Linked DNA regions of Mus musculus: region 2 is linked to region 1. The links are chromatin contacts, called in public Micro-C maps. All regions are on one chromosome and are shown on one strand. Each heading gives the region's core, a stretch centred on a gene start, on an enhancer-like site or on the middle of the called end of the contact. The rest is flanking DNA. Distances are from core to core; before and after follow the strand shown.

Region 1 (7,154 bases), core at 3,365-5,864:
TTTTGAACCTTCGGGCCTTGATGTACACCAGGGGTCAGCGACTTTTTAAAAGGGCCAATCTGGAGAGTCAGAATTCTCAGTCACACATGACTCGACTCACCCCCTCCAGGTTAAAATCTCAGAAAGAATGAATGTGGTAGACCCACCCCACTTCCTGTACTGTTCCTTAGTGCTCAGGCTGCAAATCAGTTCTCTGTACCCTTGAATGCATACTCAACCATGGCTGCGTGGAGGAACACATGACCACCAGGATGCCCTTCTAAGAAAAGGCAGTCTGCCCCAGAAACCAGCTGTGGATTGACAGATGTGCACTGAACCCCATTGTCCAACAACAACAAAAAAAAGGGATTTATAGCAGATGTACAGACTAGTAAGTGGAAGAACAAGAGACTGGACAAATGCTTGGAAATTAAATAGTTCCATTTTTTTGAAAAGTATTCATGGTGGGAGTGTAGCTCAACACCTAGCATGTGAGGCCCTGGACTCTAAGAATTCCCACACCAGTGGCAGAATATTAAATGAGTAAATGACTAAATAAAGCAGGCAAGCCTGCATTTTGAATTTTTGCTTTTATCGCCACCTGCTGGCCAGAACCAGTATTACGCTAAAGTTCTGTCAAAAAAGATTTCCTTTTTATACTGAAAGAACTTTTTTTTTTCTAAGAAAGCCTGTGGTTCCTTTAATTAAAAATAATAATATTATTTTAAAATTAACATTTTAGTCATAAGATAATTGTGTAAAAATTTGTTTATAGTTCATATATTTTACATGAAAACATTTTAGAAAAGCAAAGTTAGGATTTTTATAAAAAGACTAAAAGACGGGTATTTTAAAATATCCTTACATAATTAAAGAATGTGGAAAAATCAACATGAGAATATTAGGAGAATGAATAGATGTATCAGCAGTTAAGAGCACTCACAGCCCTTGCAGAGGACCTGAGTTCAGTTCCAAACACCCTGCAGACAGCTCACACCCACCTGTAACTTCATCTTTGGGAATCTGATGGTCTTATCTATGCGCACACATGTGTCTCACTCACACACATATAGATAAATAAAAGTAAACTGTTTTAAAAAAAATCAACCAAACAAAAAGCCTAGACAGTAAAGATAGACGCCTGACTTTGGAGGGAAGCCTGCCCGTTCCACTTCCACTGCATGACCCTGAGAGCTATGCCCCATCTCTGCCTCTGGGGCATTGTTACATCCCTGCACAGAGCCCTGCCAAGTGTGGCTGCGGCTCTCTTCTTCTACCTGCCTCTGGAAGTCACTGCAACTCTCCACTGCAGGATTGTGGGCCCCTGCCGTCATCCTTAAGGAACAGTGTGGCATCTGTGACAGGTCTAACCCTACCCACATCCTGGCTAAGTGTCGGTATCTGTCCAACTGCATGCCCAGGGAAGGCGATGGCTGTATCAAGGTCACACTACTCAGACTGTGCTTCCGCCCGTGCACACAGAAATCAAGACAACTCCATGGCATCAGAACATCCTTCCACCCTGACAACAGCCGCGTATTCTGTCGGTACTTGATACAATAAATAATTTAAAGGTGTTTCGATTTTCATTTTATGTGTATTATGAGTCTACTTGTATGTACATGGACCACATATGTGTCTGATGTCCCCAGAAGCCAAAGGAGGGTGTCAGATCCTCTGGAACTAGAATTACAGATGGCTGAGCTCTCGAGTGTGGGTATTGGAAACTGAAATTGGGTCCTCTGCGAGAGCTGTTCATAACTGCTGAGCCATCTCTCCAGCCGTACTCTCAGGACACGTGTCTCTCACAGTCCTAAACTACCACCATATTCATTGGTTTGTTGATTAACCCTTGGCTCTCAAAGAGGATGCGGTTGGAGAGAGTGACGACAGCCTCTGAGCTTAACACTGCCATGGTTTTGGTTTTTTGTTTGTTTGTTTTTTGTTTTTGTCTTCTTACTTTGCTGTCTTTCAGATCGACATGAGGTTATCTCCAAAGAGATTCTGGAGCTGGACCCTTGGGAGAACCAGTGGAACGTTGTGGCCATCAATGTCCTCATGCACGACAGCTATGACGTCTGTCTGGTAGCTAGGATGAACCCCCGAGACCTCATCCCACCACCCTCTGATCTGATCGAGGAAGATGGTGACCACAGAGGGCAAAGATGAGGAACTCGAAGCTGGAGGAGCTACAGCTAAAGGAGCCATGGCCTGGCAGCGATGCTTGGGCTGCTCAGAATGCAAAGCAGGGCATAGGCATAGTGTGTGGTGCTGACATTCTTATCGCATGCATAGCAGACCCTGTGCAAAGTGGCACTGAGCGGTGGTGGGGCGGGGTCGGGGGGAGGGGTGGTTCAGGGTCTTCCCTCAGGGGCATCCCAGCATGGTAAAATAGATGTGGCAGAGCAGGGCAGACAGTGAGGATTCATGGGGGTAGGACAGAGTGCAGAGGAGGGCAGCACCCTGCTCTGCTGGGACTCAAGAGTACTGCCAAGCAGGCCCATGGGTGCTTTTTTTGATGATGAGGTTGGGAGAAAGGACAGTCAAAGGTTGTAAAGTAGGAAAGCTGGTGTGTGTCTGTGTGTGTGTCTAGTCCAGCCTGCCACAGAGCTTACACACAGGATTTGCTGCTGAGAGAAAGGTAACAACTAGGTGTCCAATGCCTGAAAGAGGAAGGAGCATAGGCCTGGGCCTGGGTAGAGGAGCCATCGCTCTCAGAGCTTTGCCCCAGCTCAGTCTGTCTGTTAGAATAGCCTGAAGGGCATACATATAGCAGCAGAGCTCACTGCGGCCCTGCTTGTGACCAAACGCTCACGCCTAGAACCCTATTGCCATGGGCCACAGTGAGCAGAGTATTCCTGGACACAGAGGGGCCCCCTTGGGCTTAATACTGAGTGCGTAGACTGAGCTTGCTCTCAGCTGTACAGACCTTCCTTGGATGGAGCTGAATGCAGCATGTCTAAACACGGGAACCCACAGTAGGCTGTGAATGAGGAGGGAAGAGGCATATTGGCTACCTGATGCCTCCTTCAGACCCCTGCCCTGGCTGGGAAAGGGAGGGGGAGCTTCTCCCAGCCCAGGCATGGTACAGTGAGCTCTCCCCAGAGAGCTCTGCAATTAGGGGTATCTGCAATTTTGTGTGGAAATCTATCCATTTTGCTTCCACTCATATTTCTGGATGCACAGCTGATCCATTACGTGACTGTTCTCTAACATCACAAAAGCTTCCATGTAAGCAGTGTGGACACTCTGGGATCTTCCCAGAGGCCAGCAGACCCTGCACAGACACAGCTCTTTATCAATGTGCACTCTCCAAGTTCCAACCTCTCCTTCACAGGAGAGGAGGACTCGATCAAACCAGAGCCACTGACACCAAGGTGTTCTGCCCCCTGTCCCTGCACAGATGTACCCCCAGAATGCTACACTCTTAGAGGCACGGGCCACGTCTGTCTCTCTAAGGTTACCCCCTGAGTCCTATCATAGTAGCTGACACATGGATGGAGTTTCGGGTGACCAGAATAAGTAACATTTCTAAGCCAGGATCTTGTCTGGGACTTTGAGTTTCAAGTATCCTCCTTGTGCCCACCAGCGCAGAGTGGTTATCTGAGGGTTTCTTTTCTCAGAGCAAATCAGAGCTGCTCCAGACAGGTTAGGCAGAAGCTCTATAGGGAGGGTCGCTGCTCCCCTGAGTCCCCACCAGAATCTCTTCCTGTTCACCCACCTGGGCATCTTAGAAGCTACTTGTCACCTGGTTCACGGGCTGCAGTGTATCTTCTGTACCTTCCTCATATGCAGAATGGGAAGGGAAACCCCACACTCTTTACAGAGTTGGTGTGTGGATTGAGTGTGAAAACACTGGATGGAATACGGTGTTAAACACAAATTCCATGAAGAGGTCTTAACTGCCGGCTGGGTTACTGTCACCATGATCAGCCTTTCCTGGGACAAAGTGCAGAACAGAACCCTGGACCTTAGGGAATCTCAAATCTCAGGGAGAGATGTGGTTTAAGGTGGTTCTAATTTCCCCTGTGCTTGGCTCCTTCGGGGGTGAATCTCTTGGGTCTGTAGGCCCTTGAGACCGTAAGCAGATGCTTCGGCGGCATCACCAGGTAACGAGAGCCTTCCTGGGCTAGGACACCATTGCTGCCTGTGCTAAGGAGTATCAGAAGGGAACTTTCCAGGGAATGCTGAGGGAGGGAGGACAAAGGAGAGCGACTGGTCTCCCTGGAGCGGACACAGAACTGCCTCAGCACCAGAGGGGAGGCAGGAACTGGGAGTAGTCCCAGGCTTATTCCCGACAGGTACATCCAAGGTCTCAGACGCCTGCCGTGAAGTCCCTTCTGCATCCAGAACCCAGAGTCCAGGCTCACTGGCTCTGGGGCTCACTTTCAGTGCTGGGGCTTCTCGGCTGCCTTTTCCTATTTGTGATTCAAACCGACCTACGCTGCCCTCCCGGAGAACCATTGTTAGAGATTCCATTTGGACAGACCTTCCTGCCACCCGTCACTGGCATTGAAGGTGTTCTGACACTCGGGAAGGCCTCTTAGAAATGTCTACTATTGGGGCTTCTTATCTTTGTGACTCAGGGTTGCTGGACGCCTAGCGAAAAAACACAATGGGGAAGTAATTTGGATGCTGGGCTGATAAAGGACTGCAGCTGTCAGCCATCCTGACTCAGTTTGTGCTCAGCAAGAGGCGGCATTGTTCTCAGGCTGACTTTATAATGAGGAGATGCTCTGAGTGCAGACTTATAAAATACATTTTTGCTAATGAACAATTGCCTGCATTTTGGTTTTCATATTGTGAGTGAGTGTAAGTAACGGTTGAACGAGAATCCCGGTGCCTGGAAAATGTGGTGTTCCCAGAACAGGAAATGTCATATCAGTGAACATCCAGGACAGAGGCAGGCAGGCAGGCAGGCAGGCAGGCAGGAGGGGAGAATGGGCAAAGGGCAGCAGGTGGCCCGCTTCCAGGCCAGTGCAAGATCTGGCTGGCCCTTCTCTTCATGACTCCTCATTTTACACAAAGCAGATTTGCAAACACAGTGCCTCCCCACCACCCACCCACCCACCCACACACATACATACACACACACACATACACCTTTGAGACAGTCTTGCTCTATCCCAATCTGGCTTCAATTTTGCAATCCTCCTGCCTCTGCCTCCTGATTACAGGCATGCACCACCTCTCCCAGCTATAAAGTTTCGTTCATGAGGAGCAAATGCCGAATGCAACTCAGTGGCCAAGATCCCACATTTTCTGTGTTACTATACAACCTCAGCAGAACAAATTATAATGAGTTCAGACACCTAAGATATCACAGACTTATCCTTGCACAGTTCTGGAACTTAAGAGCCTCTGTGAATCTCAGTGAGCTAACATCTGTGTGGCGTGGCTGTGACCCTTCTGGAGCCGCTTGCCTGTCCCTGCCTCCAGAATGTGCTGACCCATCTTGTTCTGAGGCCCCTCCCTCTGGCTCCATCTCCAGAATCATGGCCAAACTCACATCTTCTGTTTCTTTCTTCTGCTTTTCAGGACTCTATGATTAAATTGGCCCACCTGAATGATGCAGAGAACTTCTTGTTTAAAGGTTGTCTTAGTCGGGGTTTCTATTCCTGCACAAACATCATGACCAAGAAGCAAGTTGGGGAGGAAAGGGTTTATTCAGCTTACAATTCCATACTGCTGTTTATCACCAAGGAAGTCAGGACTGGAACTCAAACAGGTCAGGAAGCAGGAGCTGATGCAGAGGCCATGGAGGGATGTTCTTTACTGGCTTGCTTCCCCTGGCTTGCTCAGCCTGCTCTCTTATAGAACCAAGACTACCAGCCCAGAGATGGTCCCACCCACAAGGTGCCTTTCCCCCTTGATCACTAATTGAGAAAATGACTTACAGTTGGATCTCATGGAGACATTTCCTCAACTGAAGCTCCTTTTTCTGTGATAACTCCAGCTGTGTCAAGTTGACACAAAACTAGCCAGTACAATTGACCCCTTGTCAACTTGATACACAAACACATCACTAGTAAGCCTCAACCCTTAATTTCTTATTCATCTCCAAGATCTAAACATCTTTAAAAGTCCCACAGTCTTTACATATTAAAAGTCAATCCCTTTAAAATGTCCAATATCTTTTAAAATCCAAAGTCTTTTTACAATTAAAAGTCTCTTAACTGTGGGATCCACTAAAATATTTTCTTCCTTCAAGAGGGAAAAATATCAGGGCACAGTCACAATCAAAAGCAAAAATTAAACTCCAACTGTCCAATGTTTGGGACCCAACTCACGATCTTCTGGGCTCCTCCAAGGGCTTGGGTCACTACTCCAGCCATGCCCTTTGTAGCACACGTGTCGTCCTCTAGGCTCCAGATGCCTGTACTCCACTGCTACTGCTGCTCTTGGTGGTCATCTCATGGTACTGGCATCTCCAAAACACTGCATGACCCCTTCAGTCCTGGGCCTTCAATTGCAACTGAGGCTGCACCTTCACCAATGACCTTCCATGGCTTCTCACAGTGCTGAGCCTCAGCTGCTCTGTGTGACCCCTTCAAAACCAGTACCACCTGGGTGACCTTTATACATTACCAAGTCCCACTGCAGCAGGAGTACAACCTTGGCTATCTCTGGAACACAGCCTCTTTGTGCTTTCAGAAAACACTTCCCAGAAGATGTCACCTCAACGATGCTGGTCTCTTCTTAATCACCACTAATTTCTTAGCTCCAGCTAACCAGCATCAATAGTCCCAAGTACTGCAAAGTTTTTGCTTTAGTAGTTCTGGTATCTTGTTAATCACAGCTGATTCTTCAGCCCCAGCTAACCAGAACTACAGAATCTTCACAATCAAAACAGCAATGGCCCTGAAAAGAGTCTTTAATTTTCCCTCTGAAATTTCACAAGCCAGACCTCCATCTTCTGCACTGTTCTCAACATTATCTTCCAAGCTCCTACACAACATCTGACAGAGCTCTTAACAATGATTGGATCTTCAAGCCCAAAGTTCCAAAGTCCTTCCACAGTCCTCCCCAAAACATGGTCAGGTTGTCACAGGAATACCCCACTATGCTGGTACCAATTTGTCTTAGTCGGGGTTTCTATTCCTGCATAAACATCATGACTAAGAAGCAAGTTGGGGAGGAAAGGGTTTATTCAGCTTACAATTCCATACTGCTGT
Region 2 (7,213 bases), core at 61-2,560, 240 kb before region 1:
CACTCCTCTGGAGATCTGAGGGGGTGGCCTGAGTGACTCCATTTTGCCCAAGTGTTAGCTAATTCCATCTTACATTTTGCCCAGCTGCTCCCTAGTCCCTGCTAAGCACACATCCTGCTAAACAGGTCGTTCTCATACATCTGCACTTGAAGGTTCTGGAAGATCCACTGCATAAAATAAATTATTTTAGTCAACTGAACTGAAACTTTTGAAACTCCAGTCCCTGGCCTGCCTCTGGTGTGATGTAGTTGTGGTTTTGGCTTTAGAAACCCTACCCTCCCTTCCCTTCTCCAGAGTTGAGAGTTCTTTCTTGCATGAGCCTGCTCTCGGCCACTGGCAAATAAAGGACTCTCCTCTGTCGGACTTTTAGGTGACACTCTTGGGTCCTGCCTGGACACAACATCTGAAGGCCTGAATGAGATTTTTGCCACTGGGGCATGGGGGACGGGGGGGGGGGGGGGGGGGGGACGACGGGTTGCCCAGCCTCACTCTGAGTCTCTCTGGTTTGGTGAACTATTACAGAAGCGGTGATCCCTGAAACATCCCTGGTCCAGGTAACTCACACCAGGGCCAGAGAATCCCAGAATGAACACTGTTTGCCAACATCAAAACTGACCAAGTCCTCATGGGCCTCTCTGACATCTCTGTCTGGGCTAGTCTCTCGTTTGGAAGTGAACATGGACAGGGACCCTTCCCCAGCGCCTTCCTGTGGGAGTCAAGACACTGGGGAATCCTAGTTGGCAATTTTTGGTTAAATGCTTGTCTTATGTCTGTCTGTCTCTGTGGATGTCTAAGTGAGTGACTGTGCAGTCTAGTTTGTCTAGTCTCTCTGTGCTTTTGCATTTGTCATGGTTTTCTAGAGGAACAGAAATTATAGCATATTCTCTCTCTAGTAAATCCCATATATACATACGTGTACACACACACACACACACACACACACATTTTTTTAGAATGGCGTACAGGCTGTGGTCCCGCAATTCCAACAATGGCTGCTTATGAACAGAAGGCCCAAGAATCCAGTCCACAAGGCTGGATGTCTCAGTTGGTCTTCAATGCATACTGGAATCCTGAAGAAGTAAGCTCTAATGCTGCCGGGGAAGGAAGGGGTGTGCTAGCAAGAGTTAAGAGCAAGCAGGCAAACAGAGAGCAAGCTTCTTTCCTCTGTGTCTGTGGTGGCTCAGGGAGTGGCACTATTTGGAGGTGTGGCCTTATTGGAATAGGTGTGGCCTTGTTGGAGAAAGTGTGTCACTATGGGGTGGGGCTTTGAGACCCCTCCTCCTCGCTGCCTGGGAGACAATCTTCTCCTAGCAGCTTTTGGAACAAGAGGTAGATCTGTCAGCTCCTTCTCCAGCGCCATGTCTGCCTGGGTGTTACCATGTTTCCCGCCGTGATGATAATGGACTGAACTTATGAACCTGTAGGCCAGCCCCAATTAAATGTTTATAAGAGTTGCCTTGGTAATGATGTCTCTTCACAGCAGTAAAACTCTAAGATAGTGTCCTTTATATAGGCTGCCAGCAGAAGGTGTGGCCCAGATTAAAGATGAATCTTTCCACATCAAAGGATCTGGATTAAGGGTGTTGTCTTCCCACCTCTAAGATGTGGGTCTTCTCACTTCAAAGTGATTTAATTGAGAAAAAAGTACCTCATAGGTGTGCCCAGCCATTTGAGTTTTTGTTAATTCAAGATGTAATCCAGTTGACAACCAAGAATAGACATCAAGGGCCCTTTCCCTGATTTCCCTTGGGACCAGAAAACCAGCTTGCTCTCTGAGCTCACTTTGGCTTAAAGGCAACTGGAAGCTGACCCAGGGTCTCCCTTCTCCCTTTGGGAACAGTTCCTCTGCCCTTGTGGTCTCTGCTCTGTGAGCAGTGACAGCCTCTTTTTTGATGTGAGTCTGGTAAAATCCAAGCTCTGTTTCCCTTCTCACTGGGCTCCCCCTTTTCATTGTCCACTCCTCCTGTACCCCACTATATCACCCCAGCCCTCCTCCCCAGCACTGTGTGAGAGAGCCCCTAGGCTGCATGGCTTTGGCAGGAGACTGGAGAGAAAAGCTATGCTGGGTCCTTTCTCCTGGGTCTCTAAGCTAGTTTCCTTTGAGATAGGATGCTCTTTCTGATGCCAACACTGTTTCTTGGCAGCTCCCTTCTTCTCTCCCCAAGAGTAAAGATGAAAAGGTAGCCACACCCTCCCCTTGGATCTCAACCCCTTCCATCCCACTCACAGTCTTGCTAGAGCCCAAACCTAGTCAGCTCCTGACCCATTCTCCCATAGGGCTCCTCCAGCCAGTCGGGAGTGGTTGAGCTCCGTATGCCCCGTACAGTAAGGTCCCAGACAAGGCAGGACTGCCTGTGGTGCAGGGCACAATGGTGACTGTGGGAGGTGCTGTGGCAGGAGCTGCAGGGCGGGCAGCAGTCACTGAACAACCCTCTCCCCCTCCTTTCCTGTTGGGAGATGCCAGCCATCCTGGCAGCCTTGCCAGGTAGTGAGGATGGGGCTCCACCTCAGGGTTGCTGAGGTGTGTGGCCAGTTTTTCTATGTGAGAGAGTCCCTAGGCTGCATGGCTTTGGCAGGAGACTGTAGAGGAAAGCTATGCTGGGTCCTTTCTCCTGGGTCTCTAAGACGGCTTCCTTGGGGATAGGACACTCTTTCTGTTCTTGGGACGTTTTTGCCCTCTGCCTGCTGCTTTGTCTGCCTGTGCTTCTTCGGACTCACCAAGCCTGGAGACTCTTGCTTTTGTTTCCACCACTTTTTCTGAGTTCCTTGGATGTCTGCTTTTTTAAAGTGATTTTCTGTTTAATGGTCTCTGAGTTAGAGGTACTTATTAGTTTAAAAGGGTCAAAGTGAAAAAAAAAATAGTAGATACTTGCCTCACAAAAGAGTCAAGACCTTCCTGCTTCATGGAATCATTATAGTATCCTGCAACGTGGTACCTTTACGAGAGGAGGAAAACTTACTACACTTTTCAGGTGGTCTGCCCCCATGGGCAGACACACATTAATGGTTATGGATATGTAGATCACTGTGTTCAGTCTTAAAGAAAGATAAATGCCTTTTTGGTGTGAATTGTCATGAGAAACGGTCACATGCTGATTTGGCTCACTGAAAAGGTGGCTCTGCAGGTTGTGGCCTGCCCTCTTTGGACCCAAGTATGTTTGACTCAGTTTCCCCAAAAGACGCTGTCCTGCTGGCCCTGATTGTGACAAGGAAAAAGAGAACAACAGAAGAGCCCAAGAAAAATGCACTGTGCACTTGCAAACAGCCAAGAGGCTACTATTGCTTATCTTGGGGTCTAAAGATCCATATGATAGAACCAGCTAACGAGATGCTCACACACAGAAGGGTTAAAGGGGATCCTATGTCTAAATCTCTCAATAATAACTGCAGCATTGCTGGGCGGTGGTGGCGCACGCCTTTAATCCCAGCACTTGGGAGGCAGAGGCAGGGAGATTTCTGAGTTCGAGGCCAGCCTGGTCTACAGAGTGAGTTCCAGGACAGCCAGGGCTACACAGAGAAACCCTGTCTCGAAAAAACAAAAAAAAAACAAAAACAAAAACAAAACTGCAGCATCACAGTCAGCCAAATTCTGTGAATATCAGTTGAATGATTATGATAAGTAGCCACGTGCCACATATGTCAGAAAGCCTGTCTTATGTTTTCTATAAGGTTTATCCAGAAACGTACAAGGCCCAATGCTTTAACAGAAGGTACACAGATACTATAAATGTATTGCATTATCCAAAGTGCCTAACAGATTTTTAAAATTAAGATGATATTGCCCAATAACTTCTAACCCAAACAACTGCCATTGTCATAATTCCAAGTGTGCCTGCTCAAAATGATCACAACTGGGCTTATTAAATGTTAATATTAATTCAGGGAAGGAGATAGGCAAGATCCTTGACCCCTCACCTGAGAATCTGGACACTCCTCCAGCTACTTGCATGCCTTTTGGCCCTAATTGTATAAAGCCTCCAGGTTTCCTGGAGACAGTGCAGTGTGCAGGCTAGAGGGGGTGTGTCCACCTGCACAGCTGTGGAAAACTTGCTGTATGCACTGGGTAAAAGGCCCCCCAAATAGATATTGCCGAACACCCTCCTCACTTAGGGCAAGCGTCTTGGAGCAAATGGCAATTGTTGATGTTATTGTGCCTCATGTATTTATTTTTAATTGTTTAATCAAGGGGGCTTTATATGTAAAGGTTACAGTGGCTGGAAATAATTACGGACGCTTAGCTCTCTGAAGAACCCCGCCCCCTTCCTGGGTTCTCCTTTATAAAAATGTTTTCTCATTCAAGGTTATTAACACTGCTAAATCTCTTACTGAAATGCAAGTCTTCTCTTGTGGTATCAGTGACACCATAAAAAAGTTATTTTAGATATGATAACTTACATAAATAAAGATAGGAGACAAAACCATAAAAGCTTGAAACCAAGGCACAAAAGGTCTGAATATGTGCTACAGGGGTTTATGGGGGAATGAGACTTAAAGATAAAATGCTTAAAATTTGTTCACGTTCATAAGGTTCTAATGATGTATTCGTATAATAAAAACTGACTAGAAAATGCTGAGTCATCGTTGTCTTTGCTAACTTTGTGAAACCGACCCATTTGGAGATGCCCAGCCATAACACAGTAACTGTGACAAGAATCAGCTGTACACCTTTTTATTCTTGTAAGAGCCTCCTTGTGAAAACCGATCACACTGTTCTCTCCTGTAATTATAGTCTTTGGGATAAAATGAGCTATTTAATACTAAAGACCTGTTAAATTGATTTAAATTTTGTAAACGTACACTATAAAGAATCTGGAAAATGAAGTTCCCAGTTTCCTATGGACTGCATGTTTGGTTTAAAGCTTACTTTGGTAATAAAAGAACATCAGTTCAAAATCTGTAATGTTCGTTTAAAGATTTATTTATTTATTGTATGTATGTGAGTACGCTGTCGCTCTCTTTAGACACACCAGATGAGGGCATCAGATCCTATTACAGATGGCTGTCAGCCACCACACCATATACAGTTTCTGGGAATTGAACTCAGGACACTGGAAGAGCAGTCAGTGCTCTTAACCACTGAGCTATCTCTCTAGCTCCCAAATTTGTAATTTTTAAGACTCAAAAATCTTAAAAGGGATAAATTACCTTAGTATATAAAAATATTATTCTGTGAGAGTTAGATCTATTGCAATCCACTAGAACAAATAAAAAAAAAAGAACAGTGTTTAAATGCCCTTCATATGCCTAGAATTAGGTTTGTAGTCATACAAATGTAATTCATTTACAGGGACAAGACTGGAGGGAGACACCTGTTTGCATCTCCCATTATATATCTTCTTTATGTGCTGTCAAAGGTAAGCCTAAAGCAGCTAACTCAAAGCAAGTTTAAAAGTAAACTTAAAAGTTTAATATAAAATAATATTTAAAATCTTGTATATTATAAAAACTGGTTATGGAAAATTAGATTTTCCATTTAAATGCTTGAGTAGAATGGGTTAATTTTGTAATACACTTACACAACAGGCCATTCCCGGGCTCAAGAAGTCTCTCCCCCCCACCCCTCCCACCCCCCATGGGATACAGGCCGCATCAGAGTAAACTGCATGCTATTACAGGACAGGGTGGCATGGGGAAAGAAGACTTGCCGGGGTTTCCCATCTCTGGTTGCATAGGGAACCTTAGCTATAGGGAAAGATACATTTATAGGGAAGATAAATTCCTCTCATTTCCCATGATGGGATAGGGTGGAGGTGTGGGTGCGGTGTGGGCAGACGAATTCTCCCACACAGTGGATCTTCAGCAAGTACCCCTCCTCGATAGACAACTGTCTCCTGAACATGAGGATGCTGTGAGCAGGGAAACCTTGTGCCTAAGCCTGTAACCTGACTGGTGTGGGAAACTGCATCCTGTTCAACTGGCTGTGCCCCTCACCCCGGCTTTCAGTTCTCCTCCCCTTAGCAAAGCCAATCCCAGGGCTGCAAAGTCAATTCCTGACTCTGTCAAGTCCCAGGGGAGTTTTAAATAAAAGACAGAGGCTCTGCCACAGGGCCAGTCAGCACAGCAGACAGAAGTGTGAGCACCCGCTTAAACCCTGAGTTACAGCTGTCATCCAGGCGACCCATCCCATCCTGGTAACTCAATGCCATCCGAGGACGAGGCCTGGACTGTCAAAGTCCACCCAGGCCAGGCTTTCCAAGCCATTCTTCGGGGACCATGGGGACTGGCTCCCATTACAAACCTGGAAGCCAACAGGTCTATGCATGGCTGAATTTTGATAATGCTCCTGGTAGGGGTTAGTCACAACGGCTCCTCGGGCTTGGACTCTGACTCAAAGAATTGCTCTACTAGCTCTGCTGTATCTGGGGATAATAGGTCTGTTACAAATAAAATAAAATAATTCATTTCTTTAATGAGTTATGCCTGGCTATGCACCCAAATAACAATTGGTCCTTATAGATGATATAAATATTTTCCTAAAAATAAACAGAGCCTTACAACTCTGTAAAAGGCTTAAATCTACTAACTGCTGAGAAGGGGAGACCAACAATTCCTGGATCTGTAGCTGGTTTGATTGGAATCTTGGCTGACCACCTTACTCCTGGGGTCCAAAGCTCTCGTCCTTCTCCCCTAGGTCTAATGACCCGGTCGGTCCTGCTTATTTAACTGGCTGTTAAACTTTGTCAAACAACACAGAGCATTTGTTAAATTAATGTTCCTAAGGGCCCAATTGTATAACCCCTTGTATAATGAGCCAACCATTGGATTCTCCCTAAGACCCAGGGTGATTCTGCTTTGCCCTAGTTTTAGCCACTTCCATCTCATGTTCCCCACGACTGCTCCCAGTCCCCAGCCCCCAGCTCCCCAGCCTCCAGCCTCCGAGTCCCTAGCCCCCTCTGCTAAGTATAGTTTCACACAGCTGCACCTGCAGCTCTGGGAGGTCCATTGTTTTATAACATAAAACAAATTGCTTTAATCAACTGAACTGAAACTTCTACCCCTGGCCTGCCTCTGGGATGCTGTAACTGTGGTTTGGGCTGACACATAAAGGCCTCTCCGTCTGACTTTTATCCAGTGGTATCCTGTGTCCCTGGTGGAAGCAGCACATGCCTGTGTGTGTCCATCTGCCTGTCCCTTACTGAGTTCACTCAGTCCTGGCTCTGAGCTCAGCCCCCAGAGTCCTCCCAATACCTGTCCCCTTTTTCTTACTGCCCTC

Evidence for each region. A called contact is a pair of places that touch in the nucleus more often than the background predicts.
Region 2: a Micro-C map of the G1E-ER4 cell line shows a contact between it and region 1, with 2.3 times the contacts expected there. The contact joins two enhancer-like sites. A contact is called at or near these places in 1 of 15 datasets of contacts at CTCF or cohesin (large pre-B cells), 2 of 484 Hi-C or Micro-C datasets (the G1E-ER4 cell line and bone marrow-derived macrophages), 2 of 115 datasets of contacts at active chromatin or transcription factors (embryonic basal ganglia and embryonic stem cells) and 1 of 9 other capture datasets (embryonic stem cells).

The regions. Positions count from the first base shown.
Region 1 is chr6:88,542,716-88,549,869 of GRCm38.p6, reverse strand. Kbtbd12 (kelch repeat and BTB (POZ) domain containing 12) reads left to right here. Exons shown (of 6, transcript NM_001278671.2): 6 at 1,955-4,753. The coding sequence ends at 2,148. Among named protein-coding and RNA genes, the nearest start is that of Sec61a1, 27 kb to the right of the region's middle. Within about 2 kb of position 4,614, at least 22 of the 459 cell types and tissues checked have an H3K27ac peak or open chromatin away from gene starts, as enhancers often do. A contact at or near this core is called in the G1E-ER4 cell line, where this site is marked.
Region 2 is chr6:88,777,313-88,784,525 of GRCm38.p6, reverse strand. All of the region lies in intron 3 of Mgll (monoglyceride lipase), which reads right to left. Among named protein-coding and RNA genes, the nearest start is that of Gm26588, 38 kb to the right of the region's middle. Within about 2 kb of position 1,310, at least 58 of the 459 cell types and tissues checked have an H3K27ac peak or open chromatin away from gene starts, as enhancers often do. A contact at or near this core is called in the G1E-ER4 cell line, where this site is marked.